Regions from separate parts of the Anas platyrhynchos genome. Here region 2 is linked to region 1. Evidence: chromatin contacts called from public Hi-C data. All regions are on one chromosome and are shown on one strand. The core of a region is the stretch at or near the end of the contact, and the rest is flanking DNA. Distances in the headings are between cores, read along the strand shown.

Evidence for each region. Hi-C and Micro-C count contacts between places; a contact is called where the count stands out from the background.
Region 2: a contact with region 1 is called in a Hi-C map of subcutaneous adipose tissue, with 1.8 times the contacts expected there. The contact joins the enhancer-like site here to the promoter of ETS2 in region 1. A contact is called at or near these places in 3 of 8 Hi-C or Micro-C datasets (liver, skeletal muscle and subcutaneous adipose tissue).

What each region holds. Positions count from the first base shown.
Region 1 is chr1:113,291,230-113,297,405 of IASCAAS_PekinDuck_T2T, forward strand. It overlaps ETS2 (ETS proto-oncogene 2, transcription factor), which reads left to right and starts at 2,211. Exons shown (of 10, transcript XM_027449110.3): 1 at 2,211-2,632; 2 at 5,684-5,755. The coding sequence starts at 5,684.
Region 2 is chr1:113,384,036-113,389,547 of IASCAAS_PekinDuck_T2T, forward strand. No RefSeq gene overlaps it. Among named protein-coding and RNA genes, the nearest start is that of PSMG1, 49 kb to the right of the region's middle. Within about 2 kb of position 1,361, at least 2 of the 8 cell types and tissues checked have an H3K27ac peak or open chromatin away from gene starts, as enhancers often do. A contact at or near this core is called in subcutaneous adipose tissue, where this site is marked.

The DNA of each region.
Region 1 (6,176 bases), core at 961-3,460:
CCCCAGCACTCAGCTGTTCCTCCTCTCCTCCGGTGAACCTGCAAATTAGCATTGCAGCTGCTCAGGTCAGAAATCTGGGGCCAAATTATCCCCTCGGACATCCATCCATTGCTTTCAGCACAAAGCGTCATGTACCTGAACAATGTAACAAGTGCTAAAAGATCCTTCACCTTAATTCACTGCACTACAAGAGGGTCATTTTTTCAACATATTTCTGAGATACCATTGCAGAGAAAGAAGAAAAGAAAAAAAACAAACAAACAAAGAAAAAAAAAAAAAACATAACCTATTTGCAGTATGGGTCCTCTTTAAAACAAGAAATTTATGAGCAACAAGGACTGAAAAAAAAGTCTTATCTGGACTACCACAGAATCCTAGTACAATGATTTTGCAAATATTTATTATTTTTATTATCTTTATCTCTGTGCTTTTCTTTTGTCTTTCCAATTACTTCAGCCTTGAGTACTGGAGCTACTTCTCCCTCACGCTAAAAAAAAAAAAAAAAAAACAGAAAGCACCAGTGGATCCACAACAAAAAATGTCCAACACAACATTTACAGCCTGGATTATTCATCAGGTTATACATAGCTCCTCCTTTTATCTCTCTGTATACCAACACATGTGCAAAAAACACAGATAAGGGCTAAAGCAATTGTGAGGAGGATGGACACTTCCTAAAATAAAACAAACACACTTGTATACTACAGAAGCATTTTCAACCAAAACAAAAACTATTTTTTCTTTATTTCTCTAGCTTAAAGATTTTACTCTCTGACAATGATTAGTACAGAGGGAACGCAATCCAGGTCAGCAAGGAGCTCTGCATGTCCCTGACCCAAGCAGGGCCACCCTCACTGTTCAGTTTTGATATATACCACGCACTCCAGCCTACTGAGCGTGTACCACTTGTAATGGAGCAACAGTGAATTTTACACCAGCAATAAGTGTCAATGAAATTAAATATATGTATACAATAAGAATCACTTTTAAAATAAGATTTTTAATAGAGGAAAATAGGGGCAACTTAATCATTTTGTTCCAGATTCCAGCACATCAATTCAGCAAGAAATAAATAACTCCCAGCCTTTCATCTTATCTTTTTGGCAGATGTTTCCCCTGTATAAAGGGTGGCACAATTGTTTTTGTCAGTGTTATAATTAAAACTGCTATCCAGCTGACATACAGTTTTTAATGGCTTCCCTTAGGATTCTAACAGATGTTGCCTTATTAGATCGGGACTCTCCCGAAGAGAGAAATGTCACTGGCATAATCAAGACTTCTCTTCCAGTCTCAAAGTGTGCTGTCACAACTTGCCTGGTGACATTTGGCTATAAGGAAACGAGTACCAGCCACTTTCCTAAGGAGAGGAGGAGGTATTCTGAAGAGTTTGGAAGAAATACCAGAAAAATCTTACTCTGAGGCAACAAGTGGCGTGGTCTGGCCTTTGCTGAGGCCAGAAATAGCTGGAGAGCATCAAAGGAGGTGGCCCTGACAACTGCACCACCACCACCAGCCAAAGGCACTGTAGCTTTCTGTTGGTACAAATAACCACAACTTCAGCAAAGGATCACATGTAATCTGGTGAGGAGCCAAGGGGTGGCAGCTACCGGGGGCTCCTGTCCCAAAAGAAGTTACAGCCACACAACACAACTGCTAATTTGAGATGGGGAGTTAGTTTAAATAACACAGCCTGTCACAGCAAGCTTGGAGCAAGCTTTTTAAAGGCAGTTCAGCTCCCTTGAGGGTCACCAGAAACCTAGAGGAGCACAGGGTGGAAGCGAGGGTGGATGCGTGGGGGCTGCTGCCCTCCCCGGGCTCGGGGTCTCACTTGGGCAGGGCAGGTGGCTGGGCACATCGGTGTTGATTCTCCCATCTTAGCATCTTGAGGCCGGGCGTTAATTAAACATGGAAAATGTCCGTGATGAGTTATCTGGTGTATAGCCTGTGGGGGGAGAATGTGTTTCTGGAATGACCCCAAACTGCCTTTTTTGCCTTCCCCAAACTGTGGGGGTCCCCTCCCACAACCCCCCATCCAGCACAGCCCCCAGATCCCCAAAACCAGGGCACGACGACCTAGCCCAGGCCTCCCCCGGCCTCCGCCCAGCTCCCCACCGCCCTGCCGGCGAAGGGGCCGGGCTCCGGGGGGCGGTCCCCCCGCCGCCACCGCCCCCTGCCCGCTGAAGAGCGCCGGGCAGGCCGGGCGGCGCGGCACAGCGCAGCGCACACGGCTCCGAGCGGCGCCTCGGCACGGCTCGGCTCGGCTCGGCTCGGCAGCGCCCACGCAGCCGCCCGCCTCCCTCCTCCTTCCTCCCGCCCCCTTCCTCCTCCTCCTCCTCCTCCTCCTCCTCCTCCTCCTCCTCCTCCTCCTCCTCCTCCGGGACTCTCCGCTGGGATCAAGCCGGCACTGCCTCCTCCTCCTCTTCCTCCTCCTCCTCCGCTGTTGTTGTTGGCCGGCTCTGCCACATCGAGGATATTTTGGCTCCCGGAGCGAGGCAGCGCGCCTTCTTCATTCTCTCTCTCTTTTTTTTTTTTTTTTAATTATTTTTTTATTTAATTTTTTTTTTTTTTTGGACCCTGCCGCCGAGGAGGGGGCGAAGCCGAGGAGCTGGCGAGCTCCGCGCTCGGGGGCCAGGTGAGCGGGGGGAATCCCAGGGGAGCCCCGGGCTGGGGTGGGGGGCTCCGGGCATCGCCCCCAGCCCGCACCCGGACCCGGACCCGGACCCGGGGGGTGATGGCGGCCGGCGCCGCCCGCGGCGGGGGAGGAGGGCTTGGCTTGGGGGGAGGCTGGCAGGAAGGGGTTAACGGGCAGAGGGTGCTCGAAAGGGACCCCAAAAACGCCGGGTCGGGTGAATTTCCCCCGTCGGAGTTTGGGTGCCGAAAGGGGGCTCCCCCCTCCCCCAGCAGCTGCAGGGGGTTGGGCAGAGGTGGGAAACGAGATCCTGCTGACAGGAGCCCGGTTATCCCTTTTGTTTGTTTGTTTGTAGGGTTCTGTTTGCTTGGTTTAGGGTTTTTCTGTTTCTTTTTTTTTTTTCTTTATTTTTAAGAAGTGAAAAAAAAAAAAAAAAAAAGCCGTGGAGGTGCTCTCACTGCAGGCACTAGCGTGGCTTAGGTCGCCCGGCTGGGATGGTTCCCAGCCCGCTCGGGCTGTGGGCGAGCACCCGGTTATTGCTGAGGAGAAGTTGATCAGAATTCAGGAGTATTAGTTAATAAGTGCCTGATCCTGTTGACCCTGTTCTGGTTCACCCGCTCGGCTCTGCGGGGGTGTTGAAGAAGGTGTCCTGCCAGTTAAACCAATTATAGCTGGCAAGATGCAGTCAGCAGCGGCGGAGGAGCTGGAAGCGAGGCCCAGGCACATCATGCCCTAGTGTCTTTTCTGGGCTCAAACTGCAGCTTTTGGAGTCCAGTGGGGGAAAAAAAAAGGCTTTAACCCTTTCATCGTGAGAAGCTACGCTGCCTTCTCGGTCCTGATAGCTTGTTGCTGGTTGTGCTGCAGGGTGGGAAGCTGATGTGTGGCGAGCAAAGGCTATAGGAACCCATAATAACCTGAGAGATATGGTTAGAGTGTTACAAAACATGCTAGGATGTTCCTGGGTTGTTAGACCGAAGCTCTGATGCCTTTTTTCACAAGGTGTGTAGCGCACAGGGAAGGCCATGGAAACACGACGAGTTGGGTTAATGAGCAACGCCGAGTAATGAAGGCTTCTTGCGAACCCTCTCTTAGTGCCCGAAGTGTGTCCAAAGAAGCAAACAAACAAAAAGCCTGGAAGGAGGGAAAACCTTTTAATCAGTGGGAAAGTTCCCAACAGAATTCATGCAGAGGCCACGACTCCAGGGCTGCACCTGAAATTGTTAGAAATCCTGTTGGTAGCAATCACTGGGGATGAGATCTAAGATCACTGAAAATGTGCATAGTGGTTTCCCAAGTGCTTTCCCACTGGTAAGGCTTATAGGGATAAGTAGCTATATAACTGCTGATTTCAGCGTCGAAACAGGGTATTAGAATTGGCCGTATGTTTGTTTGTTGTTAAAAAGCTCAGTTGAATGCAGGGGTAAACAGCTTAAACTGTGGGAAATGTAATGAAAATATTAGGATGCTTGCTGAGTGAGACTCACGCTGTGTAAAATTCTTTGGTGCTCAATGAGATGTGTAATTTAGTGCAAATATTTGTACATGCTATTTGAGGTAAAACCCATCATTCAGTAGGTTGCACTTTTGGGTAGCGTTAATGAAGTATAAGTTGACTGTTCTTTTTGTATCCAGTTAATTTGTTTTGGTGATAAGCCCCATACATCTCATAACAGTGAAGCTGAAATGGGCCTTTCAGATTGAGGACTCTTATTACTATTTTATTTTTTGTGATTGCGTATAGAGGAGGATGAAAAGGATCTGTCTTTAGCTGTTGGGTATTTTTCTTTTCCTCTGCTATACAGACAGACTTTGAATTTGTCATTTTGGTGGGCTCTGCTTGTTTTGTTAAGCTCTCATTTGCCATCTTTTTCTGAGTTCAAGATTGTATTTTGATTTATTTTTTTCCTGTGTTAAAATGGCTGGAGAGAAATTGCTTGTAATTATTGCTATTCCCACAGAACTGTGATTATTTATATCCTCCGTGACTTTGCTTAAGTAGAGGTGCACACTTTCAGATAGTTTCTGTAAAACAAAATAGTTTAGCACAATGCTTTGTAGAAGGAAAATTGTTGAGACAACTTGCTGCGGTCTAGTCTGATAAGGGATCACTTACCGACACCTGAATTACAGCATTGTGATAAACTTGAACAATGGTTGTAAAATTGGCTTTATTCCTTATGTTTGATCTCTCATAGGTCAGTAAAAGGATAAGAATCTTATCATTCTACTCCTTGAGTCATATGTCTGAGAGCAAGTTATACAGGCCATGCACAATCCTTTTCCTGGTAACACAGGGAACGTGATACCTTTGACTTCAGTAGCTGTTGGTGGTCCTAGTTCCGTAAGAAGGACATCTTACGGCATGAACCCCTTAACTTAAACCTGAGCCTTCCAAAGGTGTGTAAATACACTGATCCCATGTTTAGAAAATGGGCAGAATAATACTGTTTGGAGATGCTTTGCTTAGTGAAGGAAGCAGGCTGATGGTACCTGGAGTTAGCTTCCAGAGGTAATTCATGAGAGGAGTGAGTAGGGTGGATGCCAGCCTGTAGCGTGGTGAGCGCCCTGTTGTTTTTCTTCGGTACTTGAAAGGCAAAGTCCGGAGTGAATTGTGGCATGTAGGCATGAATATAGTAAGCAAAGATAGTGCAAGGCTTAATGTTTAAGATAATGGGTGAAAAGTTAGAAAGTGACTCTAAGCAATAGGATGGACAAAGGACCTCTGTAGGTTTTTTTGAGTGTCTAATAAGATGAGGTACTAAAAGATCTCCCTTTGGGTATCACAAGCTAATCATCCTCTTGTGGCTTATATCACAAAACTCTTAATTCTGCTGATGCCTGGGAAAGGTCTTCCGCTCAAAAGCTGTTCAAGCAAGATGAGAATTGTGCCTTGTGTAGTTGGGATGTGGGCAATGAAAAAGTCTTTGCCTGTACCTCACACAGAGGGCTGTTCTGCAGTCCGTGCTCAAGCAGTATGAGATGTAAAGATGCCTCTGTTAACTTGCTTCCTTCCTCAATAGCAACATACTTCATGTGACCCCTCTTGTTTTTCAGATGAGTGAATTTGGGATCAGAAACATGGATCAAGTAGCTCCCGTGTCGACCATGTACAGAGGAATGCTCAAGGTGAGTACTTGTGATCAAGCAGCTGTTTAAACCCCACTGTTCTCATCTCCTGGCTAGGGCATGTACTGTGTTTTTATTAATGCTAGCAAAGAGTTGTACAACCATGTTCAATGCTGAATGCATGTTTAAGTTTTAATAGCTTGATTGTGACCTGTAGATTTCTTCTAGGGTATTCCCACAGAGTTTGGTGGATATGAGCAAAGTGGAACTGAGGGAAACGTAAATCTTACGTCCCCTGTCCTAAGGATTTGAAAATGAGAGGGTAGACAAGAGTTGAGCCCAAATTCATTGGAGATCATAGAAATTCAGTCTAAATAAAGGTTCCCGGGCTGGCAGTATGAGTGATCTTTATATAGCTAACTTGAGCAGATTGGCAGAGTGTTGTGCTGTTAGCTCTAGTTAAACCTCATTCTTCAAGACT
Region 2 (5,512 bases), core at 111-2,610, 92 kb after region 1:
GGAGCCTTACACGTTTTCTTACATTACGAGTAAAGCTAAGTGAAATCACTTTACATTTGCCCGGGTGAAAGAGGAAAATCTAGGGCAATTCACCTTACCCCGAGACAGAAAGCAAAAACAGACCAGCTTTTGCTAACGCCCAAAACACACCCATTTCCCCTGTAAACCATAAAGGTGTCAATGTAGGCAGCTGTAGCATAGATAAGTAAAGGTGGGTGAGTCAAATCCCACCCTAGCATGGGAGCCCTCAGCCTCGGCTGCCTTGTCCAGTCCCTGCCATCAGAGAGAGGAGGAGAAGACCCATCTCTTTGCTCCTCACATCCCACACAAAGCAGTCAAAGGGCATTGATTTTGGAAAGAAAACATATCTGTCACTTTTTCATATGGAGAGGAGAGATGTCTCCTAGCTGGCTCTTGCTAATCGTAACCCAGACCACCGTTGCCCTTCACCACTGAAGAAGACCCATCTGGCTGCAGGGTTTGCAGAGGTGCTTTCCAGTGCTGGCAACAGGTGCCCTGGAGCTCTAATCTCACCCCAGGGATTTTGGGTGCATGTGCATGACATGGCTGCCAGCACATGCTGCCACCTCTCCGAACTGGCCAGGGACCTTTTGGTACCCTCGCCTGAGCACCACTGGAACTTTTGGAACCATTGAGCAGAGCAACTACACCTCATTGCTATCACAACTGGCGTTAGGCTTAATGGTGCCCCTTGTACCTCAGATAACCAGCATAGATGCTGGGCACCCTTGGGCCCACGTAGCTCAGAGGAGGGTTGGGGATAGCCCCTCCACCATTGCCACCAGCACCTGCTCCCACACTGGGTCATGGGGAGAAGGCCTCCAAGGGGCAGCAGGACCAGAAAGGTCCCAGAGGTGCTATGGGATCCCCAGGCTCAGCCTAGGGGCCATCAAGCAGCAGCCAGTAACAAACCCCAGCTCTTGGAGGGACGCAGTAACCCAGGGACGGTGCCCATGCTCTCCTCTCGGATGTCCCAGCTCTGATGGGGAGGGTCTGGCAGATGCTGAGATGAGGGATGAATTGCACACACTGATGGTATTAATTAATACACACAGTAGGGAAATGAACGTTACACGTGTGCACGGAGATGTGCATTCACTCAGAAAAAGTTCTTCAGGCAGATTGCAGCTAAGGGAAAACCGAGGAAAAGCAAAGGGATCTCGCCCCCTAAGTAAACGCACCACGAGGAGAATTCAGCATGCAAAAGCGAAAAATAACTGCTGCGCAGTTCGGAAATATAAAAATAGTTTGGCTGCTCCCTGCCCCTTTCCCTTCAGTCATGCCTTCCCTGCAGCTCTCAGTTTGTTTGCCTGGGTTGCCATGGGGAGGCCGCGCTGTGAGCCCTGCGCCACGGCACAGGCGCTGCGGTCACGCACCTACCCGGGGCTGGCGGCTCCGAAACCATTAACACAGGCGTTCTCGCTCTCCTTTTGAGCATCTGACTCCAACACAATGCAATAAGGCATCACCGCACCTTCCCTCCTTGTAAAATGTTTTCGGAGAAGAGCGCGCCCGTAGCCATGCCCAGCAAAACCCAGCAGATTCTGCTTTCTCTTTCACGCCGCTGTGCCAGCACTGAAACGTGGGGGCTTTGAATCCTCCCAAATTCAGGGGTGTCAGCAGTGCCTCGAGCTGCTGCAGCTCTTGGGGAGGTTTGGGGAGGGGGATACACGTGGGATCTACCCATGGCAGGGAACCTAGCAGTGCCGTGGTTGTGCTTCCAGCACACATCACCTTGCAGGGAAATAAACGCCTCTGGTGTGTGCCCAACAGCAGCGCTGACAAGTATTTGCAGGCAGGGGCTTGCAGCGCTCGCTTTTGTCACCCTTGCTCTATTCATAGGCTGCTTGCGGGAAACACCAGCCTCCTTCGTGCCCTCCTTCACCTCTGCCCGTGCCCTCCCAGACGTTTGGTGCCTGCAGTCACCATGCTGTGGATGCAGCACTTCGCCTTTCAGTGTCTGCTGCCCGGTGCCACCCGTGCTTCGTGGGGTGCCTGCAGTCCATCACCTCCTAATAAATGCATTTTGGCACCTCCTTTATTTGTGAGTTTAAGCATTCCTGTCTGCAATAAACCTACCTTGCTAGACCCACAACTGTCTGAAGGCCGTATTTCCCTTTCCTGCGGTGTTCAAACACGCGGCTTGGCACCTGGATGCCACACATTCGTATAACACCTCCTATGTTCGCAGCACTGTGCAGACATTCATTGCCTCTCCCACCTCCCCAGCGAGGTCGGCAAGCAAATATTATTCACTTTTCTCACATAGGAGGACCGGGACGAAGTGTAAGGGGCTTGCCCAAGCCCCCACAGCTCAGTTTCTGCAGGCACTCTGGGGCTCTGGAGCCCCTGTCCCTGTGCAGGAGCGCTGTGATCACGCTCGGCCCATGGAGCTGCTCACACCTGGAGCCCATCCGCGTGGCTGGCAGAGGTGTCTGTTCTTCGTGAGCTTGGCTGCCGGCACAGGGCATCATGTGAGCATAGCATGAGTAAGAAACATTTCCTGCCGGAGACTTGACTCGGGGCTGCTGTTTCACATCCACCAAGCACGCTGTGGAAACACCCAGCTCCTGAGAGCGTGCCCAGCTTTCTCTGGCCAGCCAGCCTGCGAGTGCCGGAGCGCAGAGTTGCAAAGGCAAGTGTGAAAAATGTGCAGGCTCTTTCCAGAGCTCGTGGGTGGTTTCACTGCCATGTGGATGCAGACAGTGATCTGAGTGGGGCAGCAGGAGGCGGGGAGGTTGTAACCCCCCAAATCCTGGTCCTGTGCTAGCCCCAAGTGCCAGGCCAACAACAGTTTGCTTCTACACAGAACAGAAGGGGGTTTTGCACGTCAAACTGCCTGTCCATTTGAGTCGCTGAGTCTTATTTCCGTAAGGATCAGCAGCCACGTGGCTCCAAGAAATGAGGAGAAAGCAGCCGTGGCCGCCCTGCCAACACTTACATGCTTCTTACTCCCTCGCCCTGCAGTGGTGAAGGCAGAGCCCTGAACCCAAAGCATCGGGCACAGGCAGTCCCCTGGCTGCGTGGCCACCACAGGGCGAGTGGCTGCAGAAGGAGTGTTTTGTCCTCACACCGAGGACAACTCAGCTCTGCAACTGCCACAGCCAGCACCTGCACACTGGTGGAGGACCCGGGCTCTTCTTCCCAGTGTCCCCCAGGAGGTGGGGAGAGCCCCCAGGAGGAGCTGCGCCTCCCGGCAGCGCTGAGCTCTCAGTGGTTTGTAGCTAGAAAGCCTGAATGGGCCACCCCTCATTGATTTTCTAGGGATTGGTTGGTTTCTTTCCTCTCTTGGTGTGAGTTTTGACTCAACACACTTGCACCGAGTTCACTTTCAATTCAGAAGCTTGCTCTGTTTGTACGTTCGAGGGGCAGGGTTTCTTAAAGTGCTTTATGGGCAACACTCACACCTCACCCCCTTGCCACACCTTTCAGACACATTGCTGCAGCACTGCAACAGCCCATGCCATTAAAACAAAAAAGAGAAAGAGGGGGATGCACCCAAGCATTAGAAAGTTTTTAAGGAGCATTTCAGGCACATTGGTGGTTCAGCAGAAAATTGGTACCACATCTACGCCAGCTACAAATTTACCTGGCATTCACTGTTCCAGATTCCAGGGCATTATCCAGGCTAGGGCACTGCTTCAAGTTATTAGTTTTACAGCCTGCTAGTAACTACAGAGAGCAATTTATATAATTACGTCCTTGCCACAAAAGAGCTTGAAAGCTGGGTGAAAGGAGAATGGGAACGTATGACAACACTGCTGGAAAAGAGATCAGCTGGGGCAGTGGGACAGACAGCGGGGTCAGAGACACCCTTGGTGGAGAGATGTTCAGCTAAGCGGGCACCTCGCTTCATCCCTGCTCCCAGCAGCCCCCCAAATACCTCCCCTCTGGTGCCACCAGCAGCCAGCCACCAAATGGGCACATCAAGCATGCTGCCCATGGAGCAGCCCCTGCTTCCTTTCTAGGAAATGCTCTCAGGGCTCAGAAGGAGAGTTCCTGGAGGCTGAGGAGGAGCCCCTGGGGTGTCTCTGGGGACAGGTCGGAGCCCCCCACGTGGCCCCGGTCACCCACATCGCGCCTCCGGGTACCACACCTGCCAACCAAAAGCACCAGGGGAAATGATGAGGGTTTACACTACAGATCTCTGTTTAGGGCAGCATTAGTCATCTGCTGTGGGTGTGATTCAGGACCAAAGTTAGCTGACCAAACTCCCTATATAGTCAAGAAAGAGACCAAGAAAGACGGGGGTGTGATCCAATGTGCCTACGCTACATGCCTAAAGTAAAACAGCGTCAATGCTGCCATTGTATACACAGAGGTATTTTAGTTTCTGGCTGAAATGAATTTTCTGTGGCATCTGCAAAAGCAAAACAGTCTTTTAATACTTCATCAAAGTGGTTTTCCTTTTTCTGCCACCAGCAGGAGGTATCACACGTGTTTTGCTGGTATGCACTCACCGCCAATAAACAGCACCACTTTGGCTGTACTTACCAGGTGTTTGTGAAGGTTTTGTGCAGAACCAATCCAAAAACCAGCCCAAAAATGGCACTGCTCTTCACCGCCTCCAAAGCAGGGCTGGCAAAGAGTGCTGCAAGGCAGATCACAACAAGAAGCTTTTAAAAGACCTTAGAAATCCAACGCAAATACACTGACATGAAAAAAGTGAGGGCAACGACAAAGGTGCAAGACCCCTGCAAGTTCCTGTGAGCTCAGGTCATGGCAAATAACGGGAACAAGGGAAAACCCTGAGCAGCCACAATCACCACGCAGGTGATGGCAGCAGAGCCTGAAAGGCAAATGCATCCGGGAGATAAAGAGTTAGGATTAGTGAAACACAAACGACAGAACAACTGAATCATAAGTACATCTGCAGAGACACAGGTCACTTACTGCCAGCTGTCAAGGAACTGCGTAAGAAAGAGCTACTATCTTTAGTTATCCATCATCTGTGGAGGCAGAGAAAATGATGCAGTGATGCAGCAGAGATAGACAAGGGTAAGTAAGCATCATAAAAGGTTCATCCACCAGGGAGGAAGGGGCAGGCTGTCTAACCTAACATTAATATTGGCAAAGTAACAAGCCATTCAATTTCTGGGCATTTCTGAAGTTACAAAGAGCACAGCCAAAACTTTGACATGTTCTTATCAGTTTTCCTAATTCCCTTGTTTCCTCCTCCATCAATCACTTTCCTTCAGACTGTGTTGCAGATTCTGGTTCTCCATCCCTCCCCATCCCGTTAAGCCCGCTTCCTGCTGACTGAAGATGCTTGGGTGTTTGTATCAGACAGCTCACCCAGCGATACCGCTATTTTCTCTTTGGAACAACCAAGCCTCTATCTATTTCCAAGCACACTTTCATGATCGAAGTGATGCAATCTTCCAGTTAGCATCCATCAATTGTTCTTAAACAGTTCACTGGGAGTATTTGTTATTGGCAATTAAGCTGTGTTGCTCACATAAATTTGCATGCCATTGTTTCAATTTCCTGA